2 separate regions of the Canis lupus genome follow, and region 2 is linked to region 1. The links are chromatin contacts, called in public Hi-C maps. All regions are on one chromosome and are shown on one strand. The core of a region is the stretch at or near the end of the contact, and the rest is flanking DNA. Distances in the headings are between cores, read along the strand shown. Region 1 overlaps KLF7 (Krueppel-like factor 7). Region 2 holds the start of KLF7 (Krueppel-like factor 7).

Region 1 (3,948 bases), core at 965-3,464:
GAGTACAAACTTAAATATTCACTTTTGCCATAAGAGCGCTTCCACCATCTTATGAAGAGCACCATGGAAGAAGATTTGTTGTGACTCCAGAACTTTTCAGTTTTCTTTACTTCTTTACCAGGTGAAAGCTTTATGTTGAAATATATTGGGTCCTATCTCTAGCAAGTCAAATAGCTGTGTTTGAACTTATTTTTATCACATAGTTAGAGATGCTAAACCATTGTATTCAGACTTAGGCTCCTTGCCACAAAATAGGTAGCAATTGTATTTTGAATAACTTACTGTAAACAATGGGAGTTTTGTCTTGTAAGCAAAGGTTTTGTGAGAGGCATTCTTTAGAACAGTACCCATTCCTGCTGGTTAGCAAATGCAAGGCCAGGCTTGCTGTTGGTTGATTGCAACTGAGGTCACCTCTCAGTTTGGACGGGTATGATCTGATCTTCGGAGCAAGTTGGAAAATTGACTTATTTTTGCAAGTTGCCCAAGTCTGTTTGAAAAATGGAGTTCGACTATGGGAAGTCTTGTTTCAGTGTGAAAACTTTGTCTGATTCTATTTGCTTCTTGCTTACATGAGAACTCCTAAGGGTGCTTGGAGACTTTTACCTGCTGACTTGGGTTGTGGGGCAGAGATCATTTTAACATTGAACATTATCTCCGGGATCTTGATGGTGCGAGATAGTCCTTCTGGGCCTCTAGTTCCCCTTCATTATACTTGCATGATTTGACCCTTATGAACCCTTCAGAAATTACTCGGGGAGTAAATAACAAGGTCAGACCTTCCACCAAGAAAAGTTCAGATTCCAGCCACAAAACCGTTCTGTGTGTCTTCCTGCTCAGCCTGTCAACATGTGGCCTCATGGTGTTCTTCGCCTCTGATGGCTGTTTCTCTCCCTCCCTCCTTCCCCTCTGCAGACATGCCTTGAATTGGAACGCTACCTACAGACGGAGCCTAGGAGGATCTCGGAGACCTTCGGGGAGGACTTGGACTGTTTCCTCCATGCTTCTCCTCCCCCGTGCATTGAGGAAAGCTTCCGGCGCTTGGACCCGCTGCTGCTCCCGGTGGAAGCCACCATCTGCGAGAAGAGCTCGGCAGTGGACATTCTGCTCTCTCGGGACAAGTTGCTATCTGAGACCTGCCTCAGCCTCCAGCCAACCAGCTCTTCTCTAGACAGCTACACAGCCGTCAACCAGGCCCAGCTCAACGCAGTGACCTCATTAACGCCCCCGTCGTCCCCTGAGCTCAGCCGCCATCTGGTCAAAACCTCACAGACTCTCTCAGCCGTGGATGGCACGGTGACGTTGAAACTGGTGGCCAAGAAGGCTGCGCTCGGCTCAGTCAAGGTGGGAGGGGTGGCAACGGCAGCAGCGGCCGTGGCGGCAGCTGGGACAGTTAAGAGCGGACAGAGCGACAGTGAGCAAGGAGGGGTGGGGGCCGAGGCGTGCCCCGAAAACAAGAAGAGGGTTCACCGCTGTCAGTTTAACGGGTGCCGGAAAGTTTATACAAAAAGCTCCCACCTAAAGGCCCACCAGAGGACTCACACAGGTAGTGGTACAAGTTGGCCGCACGTGGTTTCTTCTGCTTCTCCTCCTCTTCCTCTTCTTCCTCCTCTTCCTCCTCTTCCTTCTCCTCCTCCTTCTCCTCCTCCCTCTCCTTCTCCTCCTCTAGCCTCTCAGTGGGAAGGGCTCCCGTGTCCCAAGGAGGGGCGTCGTGCTCACCTGGAGTGGTAGCCAGGCGGGAGGGCCGGGCCAGGGCGGCGGAGTGTCGCTCGCTGGCCGCGCCATCCTTTCGGGCCCAAGGAGCACCCCAGGGCAGAATCACACAGTTCCGAGGACGCCTGAATGGGCTCCGGCGGCGTGACTCACCGCCATACACCCTGCACGTGCTTGTCACCTCCCTGACACGTTTCATCGTTTTAGGAGCGTAGCTCTGCAGTTTTGAGCAACACTGGAGTCTGAGGAGGCACATTTGAAAGACTCCACGGCTAAACAAGGTAGTCGGGGTGTCCCTATTCACTCTTTTCCCAGCATCCCTGATTTTTCATCAAAGTCACCAACAGCAGGAGGGTTTCAGAGTTCATTAGATGTGATCATTCTATAATTAATTGGCATCTCCTCTTTTGCATTGTTCTCTGGCGCGTGCTTTATGGAGAGATGGCGGAATTGCTTTTTAATGAGCCTGTTACTGGGAAGTTGCTAAAGTGATTACATTGCTATGTGTGTGGTAGAGGGGAGTGGGCACCGACAGGGGCTGTATGTTTTACTCAGGACTTCTGCAGTGATTCCCAGGCACCATATTGATCTTTGGAGCAGTGGGATGATTTGGAAGAGCGGGGCTTACAGAGCAAAGAGTGAGATTGGCATTTTCCTTGAAACTGGTCTTCGTTCTGTGCTCTGAGGTGCAAGCTTAGGGCTGGTGTTTCTTCCTCGTGTTAGCATCCTAGGAGCCATTACTGTCATTGGCGGGTTTTAAATGAGTCCCTACTGTCTCGCCTGTGTGGTTTTGCATACCGCTTGCACAGGACCGCTGAAGAGGGAAAAGCTCCAAAAGTATAGCAGAGTGAGAGTGCAACTGGAGAGAAATGGGTGATTGGATTTGAGCCAGGAGATGTGGCTGCTGAGAGTCCTTTTTGGTCTCACAGCTTGTCTTCCTGGTGCTTTGTGGGGAGTTTCGGTCTGTGCCACCAAGGAAATGTGCAGAGCAGATTTCATTGGCTGGAAAATCAGAAAGACCCGGGTTCTAGTTCTCACTGTGCCACTAACTAGCTCTGTGACCTTGAGAGTGTCCCTTTCCCTCATTGGGCCTCATTGTCCATATCTCTCCAACCGACTGGCTTTCCCATCCAGTGCTCTGCAGTGTCAGGGGCATGAAATATCTGTGTGCAGTACAGAAGCACTTTCCTGAAGTAAGATGTGTACTGTGTGTCTAAAAGAAATCACCATTTTGAACCTCAAAGTCAGTCCCAAGGGAGGATGAGAACATACTGCTTCTTTGCTACACAGGACTTCGTCATGTACTCCTCCAGTTCCACATTTAACTTCCTATGTAACTCTTGGCTCATGGGAAGGTCTGCTAACATGACTTGTGAACCTGGTGGCTCAGGTTGCAGAGTCCCGTGTAGGGTTTCCCAAGAGTTTGAGTCTGAGTGCTCTACTCCACAGACAATGCTTCCTGCTCGAGTCAGCTTCTTTTCCTTTATGATATTGTCCTGCAGGTCATTTTTTATTTATATATCTTTCTTTCTCAAGTCACTGAGGAAAGTCATGACAAGACATTGCAGTGCTCCCAGGCTTTGATGGTGACTCACTTCCTATTCTCCCCAGGAAACCAGAGAAAGCGGAATGAAGCAAGAATGCTTTGTTGAGGGCGTGGAAGTCGTGATTATGGACACGTTTCTGAATTATTGACATGAAGACAGGCCACATCCTGTCTTGTATGAAGACTGGACAGCTCTGGGGAAGCGAGATTCTATGTTTTCAATGGGAAGTCCAGAGCATTTTTCTTCTTTTCTTATCCCCTTTTCCCAACAGATGTGTCAGAAGGAAACCCCTTTAGGAGTGGTGCTTATTCAGTGCTTTGTTTTTTGGGCATTGTCTACTCAGAGTGATTATCAAGGTGGAGCTCATTATGTTCCCCAGCACCTGCAACCACTTGCCGTACGGTGGACTGATGTGTTAAGACTCCTCCCCATGGGTAATTTACTCAAGGAGGCACCCTACATTATTGAAAGGCAGTGTTGCAGAGTGGTTAAGAGGGAGGGAGGGCTTTGTAGTAGGTGGACAAGGATCTGAGTTCTGGGTCTACTGCTTCTTAGATTTGTGATCTGGTTAGGTGACTTATCTTCCCTGAGTCTCAGCTTAGTCATTTATAAAATATGGGGATAATTTTATCTTCAACCTAGATTGTTTTGAAAATTAAATGTGTAGATATATGTAAAATACTTGGCAGAT
Region 2 (3,948 bases), core at 621-3,120, 49 kb before region 1:
ATTTTGTACATTCAGGTTCTTTGTGTGTGTTTTGCAATGTGAACAAACGTAGGGTCTCTAGGCTATAAAAAGTAGCTAAGTATGACTGATATTGATAATGGGCCTTTAGAAGTGCCTCACTGCATAAATTTCTTAGCATGAATTCTAAAATATTCTACAAAACTTTGAAAAAAGTCATAATGAGATCTTCAGGATTTATATTGTAAGATTTTGGTTAAGTTCTTCTGGAAGTTGGATGACTGATATTACATGGACAAAAACCTCAAAGGAAGCCCCCCCTTCTCTACACCCAAGCATTTTTGTAAACAAATCTTGACTTAAAACAAGAAACTTGGGCAGCCTAGGTGGCTCAGCGGTTTAGCACTGCCTTTAGGCCAGGGCCTGATCCCGGAGACCCAGGATAGAGTCCCCCGTCCAGCTCCCTGCATGGAGCCTGCTTCTCCCTCTGCCTGTGTCTCTGCCTCTGTGTGTGTGTGTCTCTTATGAATAAATAAATATATATATAAAAACAAAAACAAAACCCAAGAAACTTAAAAGTTTTTCACTACACCGAGACCCCCATGCAAAGCAGTCTTGAAAGTCAGACGTTCCTACATTTGAGCCCCTCCTCAGCTGCTTCCTAGTTGTAGGACCTTGACCAACCCAATATTTCTAAGCTTGCATACCGTCATCCATAAAGTTGGATATAACAAAAGTCCCTGCCTCACGTTGTTGTGAGGATGAAATGAGACACTGTATATAATAAAAGCCCACTGTATGGGCTTATGTGCCCACACAGCCTGGTACACTCAAAGTGTTTAACTAGTTCACTATTATCTGTAAAATCTTCAAACCCAAGTTAACAAAAATGTCATATTTCGCTCAAAAATAGCAATGGTGTAACACAAAAAAACAGAAATCAAGTTCACTTGAGTTCACACATCAAATTATATGCTTTGGCTTTGCCTAGTGTTTTGCCTCTTGAGTTCCCTATGTCTCAGTTCCTTTACTTCCTCTGTTCACTCAAGAACTTGCAGAACATGAAGACTCCTAACTCTGGGAAACGAACTAGGGGTGGTGGAAGGGGAGGAGGGTGGGGGGTGGGGGTGAATGGGTGACGGGCACTGAGGGGGGCACTTGACGGGATGAGCACTGGGTGTTATTTTGTATGTTGGCAATTTGAACACCAATAAAGAATAAATTTATTATTTAAAAAAAAAAAAAAGAACTTGCGCTTTCCCAAGGCCTCTTCCGTATCCCCCCACACGCGAGAAACACATTTGTAATACTTATTACAAATTGGCAAGAGGCTTCTCTCTCTCTCCTCTTTCTCCAAGAATCTGGTATGTCCCCCCATGGGTCTGATTAGTTCAGATATATTATTTAGTTGACTCAGTTATCACCGGGAGATGATAATGGCTCAACATTTAGTATCCACCTAATAGCCCCATATGCTATGGCAGGTGAGTTACAGACGTTACTTGCAGTCCTCATAACCACCCCGCAAGGCAGAGCCCACTCTCTCTGTTTCTGAGGCGGTAATTAGAAGGTCTGGGCCCCTGAGCTCAAAGCCACACCAGTAAGCGACCAGTAAGCAGCAGCACCAGCGACCCTAAGGATCAAGTTAAGGCATTAGTTGGGATGTGATGGCCCTAAGCGGTTTCCTACTTCTGGGAAAGGCCCACCTGGCCTTTCAAAGAGAGGCCTCCTCATCCTGGTGCAAACACACGCGTGTGGTAGCCGGATGTCCCCTGATTCAGGTACGACGTTTAACTTTGTCATGTCATTCATCCCCTAGCACCACAGATGTGTCTACATAACACTAAACATCTCCGCACGTCCCGTGCACATAAACGCCAGCCAACGTGCCAGCTGCACTCCCACAGTGGACGCTGTAGGTCTGACCCACAGAATTCCAGACGTCGCCAAGTAGAGAAACTGGGCTCTCCCCAGACCCAGTAATTCCTGTTTAATTTCCCCGGGCGAAGTACTGAATTTCGAATCGTGCTCCTTCTAGAAAGCAGAATTTCGCAAATATCACGAGGCGGAGTCCCACAGAGTCAGGAGCGGGAAGCCGAGGAGGGCGATTAGGGTGGATGTCGCTGCTCTCGCGACGACGGGCACAGGGAAGTCTCTCATCGGACTCTGCAGTCCTTCCAGCAATGGAAGCTCAGCGCACGGCGCATTTGGGGGAACCCTGAACGACACTAACCGCGTAAGGTCAAGCAAACAACGGGCGGGCCCTTAAAAAAAAAAAAAAAGTGCGTTGTGGAGGGTTTTCATCTGAGGTAAAAAAAAATTAGGTGCGTTGTGGAGGGTTTTCATCTGAGGTAAGAGCGGGTCTACTCCGACGTGCGGGCTCCGGAGTCCGGGTCCGCCTCTCGCCTCCCCACGGCTCGGCGGACACCTCTCTCCGGAGGCCACTTGGGGGGCCTCGGGCTGGCGCCCCCCTCAGCCGCGCGCCCCGCCCCCCCAGGCGCCTTCCTTCCCTCAGAGCCGCACTCGGGCGGACGCCCCCCTCGGAGCGCCTCCAACGGGCGAGCGGCCCCCGCAGGGCGGGGGGGGCGGGGCGGGGGCGGCGCGCACCGGGCGCGGGGGGCGGGGCGGGGAGGGGCGGGGAGCGCGCCGCGCGGGGGCGGGGGCGGGGGCGGGCGCAGGTCGCTCTCCGGGCGCCGCTCCCCTTTGTTCGGCTCCATTGTGTGCCCCTTCCTCCTCAGGCGCCTCTTCCGGCGCCCCGTGCGCAATTTGTGAAGGGGCTTTGGGTGCGTTTTTCTTTTCCTTTTTCTTTTTTGTCTCTCCCCCCCACCCCGCTCATCTCTTGGTCCGCGAGGCCTCCCGGGCACGCCTCTCCTCGCGGCGCCCCGCCGCGGCCCCCGAGCGCGGCCGAGGGAAGCGGGAGCGCCCCTCCCCCGACGGCGGCCCCGCCGCGCTCGCGCCCCGCGCCTCCTCCAGGAGGCAGCCTAACCCCGCTTCCCGACCCTCGACCCTCCCGCCGGGCCGCGCCCCCGCCCCTCCGAGGGGCGCAGCCTCCGGGGCTCCGGGCGCCGGAGCGAGGCCCGGAGGCCGGCGCGCCGCCCCAGCCCGGCCGCCTCGGCGTCCCGGGAGCCGGCGCGAGCGTCGCCGCGGCCCTCCCCGTCCCTCGCGCTCGCGCTCCCGCTCCCCGGCCGCCGCGCGGCCGCCTCAGCCCCCTTATATAGCCCTCTAAAAATAGCTCGCCTCGCACCGCCTTGTAAGGCAGCAGGGAGATCCGCGGCCGGCCAATCGGCGCTCGCCGCCAGGGCCAAGCCCCGCCCCGGGCCCCGCTCCGCGCTCCCCATTGGTCCTCAGTGACTTCATGAGCCCCCTGTTTACCTTACATGGTCACACGCGGCCTAATGGACGCCCTCCTCCGAGATCCCACGGCTGCGCGGAGAGCCGGGCGGAGCGGGGGGAGTTTGGGGAGGGGGAAGAGCAGGAGGAGGAGAAAAGGAGGGGGGGAGAGACTACAAACTAGCAAGGATGGGGTGGGGGGTGGGGAGGGAAGGGAAGGGGGGGGAGAGAGAAGCGATCGCGAGAAAAAAAAAATGCAACCTCCCAAAATAAAGAGCAAAGATTGCATTAGGAGCGAACAGCGCTGCAGAAATAGATGGCAGCTTCGTGTCAGTGAGTTTGCATCCCCCTTCCTGATCCACGAGCTGGAGTGATTAGAGCCCTGGAAGGGAATTGTTACTCCCGTGGAGAAGTCCCCTTTTCCTGGCAGCCGTCTGCACTTGTACACGCTGGATGCCTCTCTCCATCCACCCCACTCACTCTCTCCTCTCTCACCTCCTCTCTTCCTCTCTCCTGCATTGATTTTTTTTTTTTTTTCCTTTTTAGTTGACTGAAACAAAACAAAACAAAAGGGCCACTGGATGTCTGCCTTCTTGGGGGGTGAGCCAGACAGACTGACAAACAAACAGACCCAACTGTGTTCGGGGGAGGGTTTCTCCT

Evidence for each region. Hi-C and Micro-C count contacts between places; a contact is called where the count stands out from the background.
Region 2: a contact with region 1 is called in a Hi-C map of amygdala, with 1.9 times the contacts expected there. The contact joins the promoter of KLF7 here to the enhancer-like site in region 1. A contact is called at or near these places in 3 of 9 Hi-C or Micro-C datasets (amygdala and blood).

Annotation. Positions count from the first base shown.
Region 1 is chr37:15,420,722-15,424,669 of UU_Cfam_GSD_1.0, reverse strand. It overlaps KLF7 (Krueppel-like factor 7), which reads left to right. Exons shown (of 5, transcript XM_038585552.1): 3 at 913-1,543. Among named protein-coding and RNA genes, the nearest start is that of KLF7, 49 kb to the left of the region's middle. Within about 2 kb of position 2,214, at least 5 of the 20 cell types and tissues checked have an H3K27ac peak or open chromatin away from gene starts, as enhancers often do.
Region 2 is chr37:15,469,486-15,473,433 of UU_Cfam_GSD_1.0, reverse strand. KLF7 (Krueppel-like factor 7) reads left to right here and starts at 1,870. Exons shown (of 5, transcript XM_038585552.1): 1 at 1,870-2,194; 2 at 3,835-3,948. It overlaps LOC119867945 (a long non-coding RNA gene), which reads right to left and starts at 3,440. Exons shown (of 2, transcript XR_005385289.1): 1 at 3,331-3,440; 2 at 1-2,222.